Regions from separate parts of the Dromaius novaehollandiae genome. Here region 2 is linked to region 1. Evidence: chromatin contacts called from public Hi-C data. All regions are on one chromosome and are shown on one strand. Each heading gives the region's core, a stretch centred on a gene start, on an enhancer-like site or on the middle of the called end of the contact. The rest is flanking DNA. Distances are from core to core; before and after follow the strand shown.

Region 1 (4,668 bases), core at 1,236-3,735:
CCAGTACAAGTGTGCTTAGCCCATCAGCAGCACAGTTTGCAGGATTTCGTATGTCCATGTTTTAAAGGGGAAAGGTATTTCACTGGAAGTAATCCATTACTTCTAAAAATCTAGCTATCATCACCAACACTAAAAAGAATGCCTTTAACTTACAGTCTGCAAAAGAAAGAAAAACTGTGACAGAGAAACTGGAAATAAAATAACTGCTTCTTATTTTCATGCTTAAAAAAGAAACTATTCCTGAAAGTAGAAGTCCCTCTGTGAATGGTGGGCCACCTCCAGAAGGCATAACTTTGCTTTGTAGAACCGTAAACTCCTACAACAAATTTTAGTAGGGAGAAAAAAATCATTGGTAAACCACCAAGTAATTCAGTAAGTACCTTAGACTTGAGGACTGAGGTTACAAATGTAAGAACTATACATAATTATTCTTAATGTACATCCCAGAGCTAGAGGTAAGCAATATTATCTCTTAGTTATTTCTACTCAATTGGTATCTTCAAACTACTGATTACTAAATGAGTTCTAGCATTGTTCTTTGTCCCAGAGATTCATATTGCCCAATTATCTTATGGTCCATCTCCTCCCCATTCACAGCCATTCGGCAGAACTGTAGCAGAACTGCCTATTTACAGAAGTAGTATTACTGAAGTCTTTAATTTATTTATAACTGTCCCCTAGTCAGTTGGTGATTTAGCATGCCAAAAAAAAAGGAAAGAATATACTTATTACCAGACAAAAAGTGAGGCCACCATTATATTGTAAGAATGCTGATCATCCACAAGTGTGTTTTGACAATTACTGCTCTTTGTCCTGCTGAAAATAAGTTCTTAACTTCTTTTTCATTACATCCGCTGCACTGTAGCTTGCATTATACCGGAATGATAATTCACATTTGGGACACTAGTCAATTTGATATATTAGTAGGGTTAGACAAGTATAATGCTTGCATTGTTCATACATTTTCCTCTGACTCACTGCAAGATTATAAATACCCACGGTAAGGGGAGCTCCACCCTGGCTAGGTCTAATCTAACACGCTTTGCTGTTGCAGGCCCTTCTACCTCTCACATGAAACCAAGCCATTAAGACTTGACTCCATATTCTGAAGATTGCTGGGTTTTTTTTAAACATTTCAGATGATTCACAAAACTAGCTTTAGGGTTCCCTGTAATCTCAGTGCAAAAGGTGTTCTGTAAATGTACTTTGTTTCAGATGTAAGAAACATTAACCACCCACTTCCTGCATTATTCCCTAAAAAGGTTTACAAGCTCTTCAGAACTAATCACGCTCTGCCAAAAGGCTGAATGTCTTGCCAAAGAGGGACTCGGTTAACGTTAAATGACTGCGCTCTTCGCATTAAATAATACTTGGAAGCTGAAACACACCAAGGCTTTACAGATCCCCTTCGAAAATATCTGGCAAAGTCACCAGTGAAGCTGTTGCAGGAGGCCCTGCAGAAACCCCCCAGGCCAAGCCAGGCCAGGCCCCGCTCGCCTCCACGGCCGCCGCGCGGGAAGGACGCGGCTGGTGCCCAGGGCCACCACGCTCGTCCCCAGTAACGCGGAAGCCTGAGCGGCGCAGTGGGACAAACCCCGTCCCTACAGGAGCCCTTGGAAGACAACAGCACGCGACGTCTGCCCAGGTTTTTGCGCTTATCCTAAGGGCAAAACCGGGCAGAGGGGTAACCGCTCCAGTCAAGCCAATGTCAGTGAATCAGCCGCGGAGCGTGTTCAACGGGCAGTTTCACTGCCAGCGCAACCCCGCCGAAACCCGCGGAGCCCCCGCTCTGCAGGGGACGGGCCGAGCACCTCCGCTGGCCTAAGGCAGCGCCCGCCGTGCCTGCTCCCGGCCGGCCCGTCCCCGAGCCCCGCTCCGCCTCCCGCCCCAGCGCGCCTCGCCCCGCGCTCCGCGCACCGGGCCCGGCAAAGCGGCCGCGGGCAGCGGAGCGCGGCGCAGCCCTCCCGCGGCCAAACCCGCGCCACCGCCGCGCACCGCCCGCGCCGCGCAGCCCCGGCGCAGCCCCGCCAGCTCCGCGCCGCCGCGCGCAGACAAAGGCCGCCGCCCGCGCCGCCGCTGCGCGCCCCGCACTCACAGGATGGTGGTCTGGGGCGCCACGGCGGGGACGCCCTCCAGCATGAGGTGCATGCAGCGCACCGTGGTGCGGAAGCAGAGGCAGCGGCTGGGGCACCACACGCTCCCGCGCTGCGGCAGCGGCGGCGGCTGCGCGGCCGCGGGGCGGACGAGCCCCCCGCTGCAGAGCAGGAGCAGGAGGCAGAGCCCGGGGGCGGCCGCCGCTTCGCAGCGGGCCATGCTGCACGGCGGGGGGAGGAGGAGGAGGAGGAGGAGGAGGAAGAGGAGAAGGAGGAGGAGAGGAGAGGAGAGGGCTCCGCGTCGCGCCCGCTCCGCTCCCCGCGCGGCTGCCGCTGTGCTGGGCGGCGGGGCGAGCGCGTCCCCCCGCGCAGGCGGGAGGAGGGGACGGCGCTGGGCCCGCCCCGGCCGCCGGCGGGATGCGCCGCCCGCCCCGCCGCGGGGGTCCGCGACGGCTCCGCGCCCCCCGCCCCGGCTCGCTGCCCCGGCCCTGGGGGAAGGGGGAAGCCTGGCCCGAGGGTGCCCCCGGGACGACGACGTGCGCCCGAGGAGAGGAGGAAGAAGGGAAAAGAGAAAGGAACGGAGAAGGGGAGAGAAAAGAAAAGGGAAACGAGAGGAGAAGGGAAGGGGAAGGAGAGACGAGAAGAGAAAGAAGAGGGGGCGAGAAGAGAAAAAAAAGAAGTGAAGACGAGAAGGGGAGAGGAGAGAAGATCTCAGCGCCGATTCCCAAGCATTCCCCCCGCCAGCACTGCTCGCAGGCAGGTCCCGTTTGCCCCTCTGCCTCTGCTCCCCTGGGCACAGCGCACAGCCGTGCCCCCAGACTGCCCTTGCGGGAGGAAGCAAGCCCCGTACAACCAAGTCCCATTTCTACCCCGCTCTGGAAGACTCCCCCACGCTACCCCCTCTTAGTGCTGAGATACTTGCTGCTGAACCAGGAAAATCTGTTAGATTTCCTTGGAATTACATTCAGCTGACATGTTCGGGTAAGCGCGTATGCTGCCAAGGAGGTGTCAGAAGACCGCAGGAGCGTAGCTGTGCTTACAAGAATAACGTTGGGAGCCTCCGCTCCCTAGATCTCAACACTTCCTTGAAACAAGCTCTGTGGTGAGAGTACAAAATTAGATTTCCCTGAAGGTGTCTAATGTTGCCTTAAAAATATTGTCATTCCTCTATGGGGTCCGGCCCGGAGTAGATAGATACTTTTCTCCAGCCCTGGAAGAGCCATCCAAATTCTGTGGTGAAGTGCTTTGACGCTCCCAGGGGAAGACATTGGCAAATCATTTCTATCATGACAGTAACACTGATCACATCTAACCTGTTAAGCGTAGCAAAACATATTCCCTTACAAATAATAGGTGTCAGCATCTCCAGTTCCACCTCAGAAATAACCCAAGGCATTTCTATAAGGATGCCCATGTTCCTTCCTTCTTTTTGTCAAGGAAAAATGTAGAGACCATTCTTGCCTAAGTTTAACTATCTCAATTCTTACTGTGAATCTCGCTGCAAAAACTATTTGTTTTAGCATATGAGTGAGGAAGTGATTTTTTTTTTTTTTTTGAACTAAGTCAAACACCTAGTGTAGGAAATCAAAGCCCTAAAGTGTGCTATGAGTGCCAGAAATCTTCGATGGGGCCAGCGTTAGGGTCACTATAAACTGTGATAGGTTATTATCGGTAGCTTACTTTCTGCAGAAATACTCTTTGACTAAGTTTTTTCTGGGACTCTCTTCTTTAAAGTGTGATGTGACTCCTTATATCTTAAAATAGAGTTAGCTAATGGAAGCAGATACCTTTTTCTAGTCTAAAGAGTCCTGAGCCCTTTAAAATATCCCGTTTCACCTCCCAGTGAGTGGGAAGCTGGCTCACTGGCAATCTGCAGGTTGCATCTTTGTCTAGAGATAAGGAGAGCTTACTGGTACATACTAACAGTAATGAGTAACTGGTAATCAGTAGTAAAATTGCACAGTTTCTAGGGTAGTCAGAGGCTCCTGGACTCTTACAGTAAGAACAAGATACACTTCTAAATTAGTATGTCTTCTAAATTAGGTACATTTCTAAATACTTTTGCAGGGCTGAGCTTAGTCTGCTATTCCAATGGACTAAGTTGCTCAGAAGCCTGTACACCAAAACCCATCAGCTGTATTTTATACTGGAAGATACCAGTCTGAAGTAAAGAAAGGCTTGTGAGAGTTTTGCTGAAGACAGGTTAAAATGTGAATCACCTCAAAGTCGGTACAGCATGCAGTTGCTGCATGTACCACCTCCTCTGCATGTGTAACCAGTGCTTGGCTCTGCAGGTGTCTTAATCTGAAAATTAAATTTGTTTCTTTATCCAAGAAAAGCTCGCACACCTTTGACCTTTGAAGTGCAAGTGCTGGCATAAGTAAGGTCTTGTCTTGGAAATGGCACTCAGAGCAACTCTTGGCTATTGTAAATCTGTCCTCCTGCAGCATCCATACTAAAAGCAGCAGAACTGTGACAGTTTATATCATCTGGAGCTAGATAGTTAAGCACAAAAATATTAGAGCTGTCACTGAATTATGATATTCATAGGATTTGGGAAAACATGGGAGTAGTT
Region 2 (4,668 bases), core at 894-3,393, 150 kb before region 1:
GGACTGAAGAGCTCATTTAAGACAAATAGTCAAGGAGGGTTGACTGGGCTAGGAGTCTGGGATTGGAGGCCGTGAGAGAGACCAGGGAGACTGGGGATTGGGAGACCAGAACTGAGAACTGAAGTGGGAAGATATTACAGAAGCTCAGAGATAAAAATGTGGACTGACTCAGCAAAAGTCTAGAAACAAGAGTATTTGAGGGAGATACCTGACAGAGGAGCTGGGATAGGAGAGAGGTTTGGCACCAGGGCATGATGGAGGAGATGTCTGCAGAAAGGCTTCTGCTAGGGAAAGGGTTTGTCCAAAGTGTCTGTATCAGGTTAAGCAGAGTCTCCCTTAAAACTGGAGCACATATCCTGATTTCTGAGCCAACGTTTCTAGTGGCAGCACATAACTGTGAAAGCCAGAGCTAATTTTATGCTGAAATGATCCAAAATAGTGTATTGGAACTGTTCTGCCCATCAGCTATCTGTGCTGTTCAGTATTAGTGCTCTGGCGCTTTACTTCGTTCTTTCCAAAATAACTCTGATGAAGCCTGTTGGCAAGCACTCTCAACTCCCTCTCATGGCTATTGCATAGATGATAGCAACTTATTACTGCTATCAGTTAATCACTGAATGCAACTGGGGCTTGAAGAGGAAATGAGAACAGAGGAAAAGCTGTGTTGTGGAACCAATGAGCCACTGTGCACAGGCTAGAAGGGCTGTTTACAAGAAAAATTTTACTGTACTCCAAATTAAAAAGAAAAAAAAAACCTGCAAGATTTTAAAATACTTCACAAAGAAAAATTCATAGTTTTTGCTATCTGTAGGACTTCTGCTTGATATCCTGCAGAATAGAGAAGACTCATAATGAATGGGGAGAGACGGGGAGGAAAGGAGAGGGGAAATGGACTTCTACCCTCTCCACTGGCACAAAGCGCCTTTCCCATGCTGGGCAATCGAGTCTGCCAGCTGGCACACAAAGCCCGTATTTTCCATTCCCTGGTGACCAGTTTGGAGGACTGAAACAATGACTATTTGCTGCTTAATTTCTCACTTTACTATATCAGGTTACGTTCTCTGATGAAAAGTGATGAAAAGCTTAAGTACTTCAGCCTTCTATCAAAAGTCTCAAATTGGAAGGGCTGATGAATTTAGCCAGCATTCTCTCTGCTACTTATGATCATGAAACCAGCTCTATTGTAGAATTGTGCATAGAATAGGTATGATAAATACTCAGTTAGAAGACATTTTACTGAATGGTTAACCAACTGTTCTAGATAATCTATAGCCAGTAAGCCAGGTTTTTTTCAATCTTTGCAGCAAATATGATCCTTAAGTCCTGTAGCCCTGTCCAGTGCAAGTTGGCAGACAGTTCCTCAGGAATTGCTGGCGAATGACTCCTAGAGCGTAGCGCAGGATGGGCACACGCTCTGCCTCCCTCCCTGAGAAGTCCCAGTCATCCTCAGAGCATGCCTGCTGTAAATATCTCCAAACAGGGAAGCCCTCAGCTGGTGAAACAGAGTCAATTTTAGCTTTCTGTGCAACTCCAAAGAAGAGAGCTGAAACCTGAATGCAGTTTTACATTTTCTCCCAAATATTCACTAGTACAAAACTGACTGCACACATCATTCCTTTGCTTTCTGCCCTGATAAAGCAAACCTTGGGTGAAACTTGGCTGTCAGTTATCAATGTGGGTCTCATGCGCTTCTAATATAATTCAAAGTACAATACTATTACTACTCTGCTTTTACAACAGATTAAATGCATGTCCTACTTCTTCTGTGTCATTCCGTGTAACTGCACTCTGCCTCAGCTCCTTTTCATTGGGTCTTTCCTTAGCTTGTTATTACGTCTGACAATAGCAAAGACAGCTTTGTGTCCTCTACAGCCTCCAGCCTCTGGAGAGTTTAGGATGCTTTGGTGCAATACCCTCTCACCACCTAATCTCCTGTTATAAAGATAGCACTGGGGGGAAGGGGGGGAGGCAGGGGGCACACAGGACATGACATAGGGTTTTTCCCTCTTTCAAGTTGTTAAATTAGCAGTGTCCATGCTTCTTTATCCCAGAACAAAAACCGGAGGTTATATGAGGAGGTTTGAAAAGCATGTGGATGGCATGTACTGGATTTATTACCACTCTATAAATTCCCACAAAGGTTAGACTTGCTTTGTTTTTAATCAGCAGCAATGAAACAGCTCACAGTACACTGCAAACACAGAGCCAGCTTTTTGCTTGAGATGGTCGGAGAGGAGGGGGAAATAGAGGGGAAAAGCTCGTGAGAAACATGAATGAGTAGGTTTTGCTGACTCTTCTAACTACAGGGCTTGACAAAGTGCCTATAAGCACATTTCCCATGCTGTTAATAACAGAGTGGGAGCTTTGTTATAAGTGGATAAGTGGATATTTTGAAGCTTGTCAAATGCAGACAAGTGGGAGGAAATGGTAATCAACATCACTGAAGAGCATTATTTATTAAAAAATTTGTTTGCAGCAGAAAGAAAATCCAAACTTTTAAATTTATCTCTTAAGATAGGAATACATAAAAAATGCATTTGCTTTAATGATTGTGTTTTCAAGTTACCTCTTTTTTTATATCCATAATAGAATCTGCAAATCTCTGTAATCAAAATTGCAAACATTAACCACAAATAGTAGATTCAAATATTGTATTAGGAATACTTATTATTGATTATTATGTACAACTGTCCATTCATGATACATTGCACAAGTAAGATTACTGACCATATAAGGTTACATGATTGCAAATAATGTGAAAAAAGATAAAACCCATGAAAAAGTATCCCAGTGTGTACCTGAAAAGAGCAAAACTTTTCTTAATTACCTCTCACTTGCCCCTAAGGATATTTATTTCCCGAAAACCTGTTTTAATCATAAACTTAGTCATAAATATATTGTAGTAAAAACACCAGAAAAAAATTTAGCAAAGATAAGTTTGAATCAGTTTCCTCTCCACTATAAAATATGACTAATAAAAGTGGGACTAAAGTAATGTTTAAAAAGGATTTTAACAACTTTAGCTAGTCAAAATTTCAGGAAATATAGAATCTGAATCTGTGTGCTGGTATCATGATTGACTTCTTGCAAAAATAATAACTTTCTTTAGCTACTGAATTTTGAAGAAGGCATGAGAATCAACACTAAAACTCTGTACCTTGTGGTATCCCTAATTATATTATTTTGAGTTTCCTATAGAAGAGGCCATAAAGGCCATAAAGGCCATAAAGCACACAGTTCAGGTGCTCATTATGATTTACTGTTCCATCTCTATTAGTACTAAGTATTTTACAGTTTCACTCTACATCCACTACAATACCTTTATTTCAAGAAATTCATTCATTATTTTATTAGAAAGGTGAGAGGCTATCCATAGTTCATCCCACTCATATCAATATCTTCTGAAAATCATGCAATGACTCCTTGCTGCAGTTCCTGTTGTAACTGTTAACAAATTCTACACTATATTCTTTCTCCCTATTTGCACGAGGCCTGAAAGATGATTCTTTGCTGTTTTCAACAGAACAAAAAAACAGAAACATACTAATGCAATCTGGTGCCTGTAGTTGGAGGCCAGATGATCAAAAGAGGTTGAGATTTCAATACCAATGCAGGTCTATAGTATACCCCCCATAGGTGTACACTGGAGTTCACATAGCATTTTCCCTACAAAAGAGCCACAAAAAAGCATTATGCATTTGCTCAGTGACATTTGCCATGTGTTTCAGTATGTATTTCTCCAACCTCTTCCCACATTCCCCTCATCATATATCATCTTCCATGACACTTGTGTCATATGTGTCACTGGATTCCCACACACAAATGCAGTTGAATATTCCCAAAACAGGAACACTTTTTTCCCTTCATACTTCAAGGCAATAGATCCCAGTCCAGAGAGGCTTCTTCCAAAACTTCAGCAGACCTCACTCCTAGTAGTCTAATGAGTAAATTTTCCTTCCTACCTGTCTCCCTCACCTTCGTGATCTCAACAGTCTGTATATATGTGGAAATATATATTCATACATACATACTATTTCATCAAAAGGTCTCATTCCTTCATCTTTTCCACAGGTTCACTCTTTTTTGGCAGACACCAAACAGCAAACTACAAGCCCCAAGAGGCAATCACCATCCAGGCTATTGCTCATGGCACAATATATCTCTGACTTCAGAGTAATACCCTCATCCAAACCACAGTACCTTCTTGCAAGTGCTCACGACCCCCCCCCCCCAACCCTTCTCTTCTCCCTTAAAACATACTTCTCCATATGGTATTTTTCACCAATAAAGAGACAAGCACTTATTTTTTGACTCTAGCCAGTGAAAAGGTACACAGGGAGTCACAAATCTACCACCTATAGCCTTCAAAAAGAAGAGCAAGAGCGGTGGCTGACCAGACGTGCATAACAAGATGTGGAGAGATGGAGAAAACAGTGAGAGAAATGAGGTTGCCCAAAGCAGTCAAGTGGAAAATTGAAGGCAGAAGACTGTATGTTAGAAGGCATAGGAACCTCAGGGGCAGGGTACTGAGTAAATCTTCACTGCTCTTCAACTCACCATCCCCACCCCCAGGAGGATTTCTGGTGCGGTTTCCTTCTCCTGCTGGCTCTGGCTGCCAGAACTTTGCCAGAGGGGCACGAGAGCGGGACTGGGAGGCACGGCAGTGAA

The links. A called contact is a pair of places that touch in the nucleus more often than the background predicts.
Region 2: a contact with region 1 is called in a Hi-C map of liver, with 9 times the contacts expected there. The contact joins the enhancer-like site here to the promoter of PXDN in region 1. A contact is called at or near these places in 3 of 4 Hi-C or Micro-C datasets (brain, liver and ovary).

Annotation. Positions count from the first base shown.
Region 1 is chr3:21,124,427-21,129,094 of bDroNov1.hap1, reverse strand. PXDN (peroxidasin) reads right to left here and starts at 2,485. Exons shown (of 22, transcript XM_064508516.1): 1 at 2,096-2,485. The coding sequence starts at 2,313.
Region 2 is chr3:21,272,931-21,277,598 of bDroNov1.hap1, reverse strand. No RefSeq gene overlaps it. Among named protein-coding and RNA genes, the nearest start is that of TPO, 110 kb to the left of the region's middle. Within about 2 kb of position 2,143, at least 2 of the 2 cell types and tissues checked have open chromatin away from gene starts, as enhancers often do.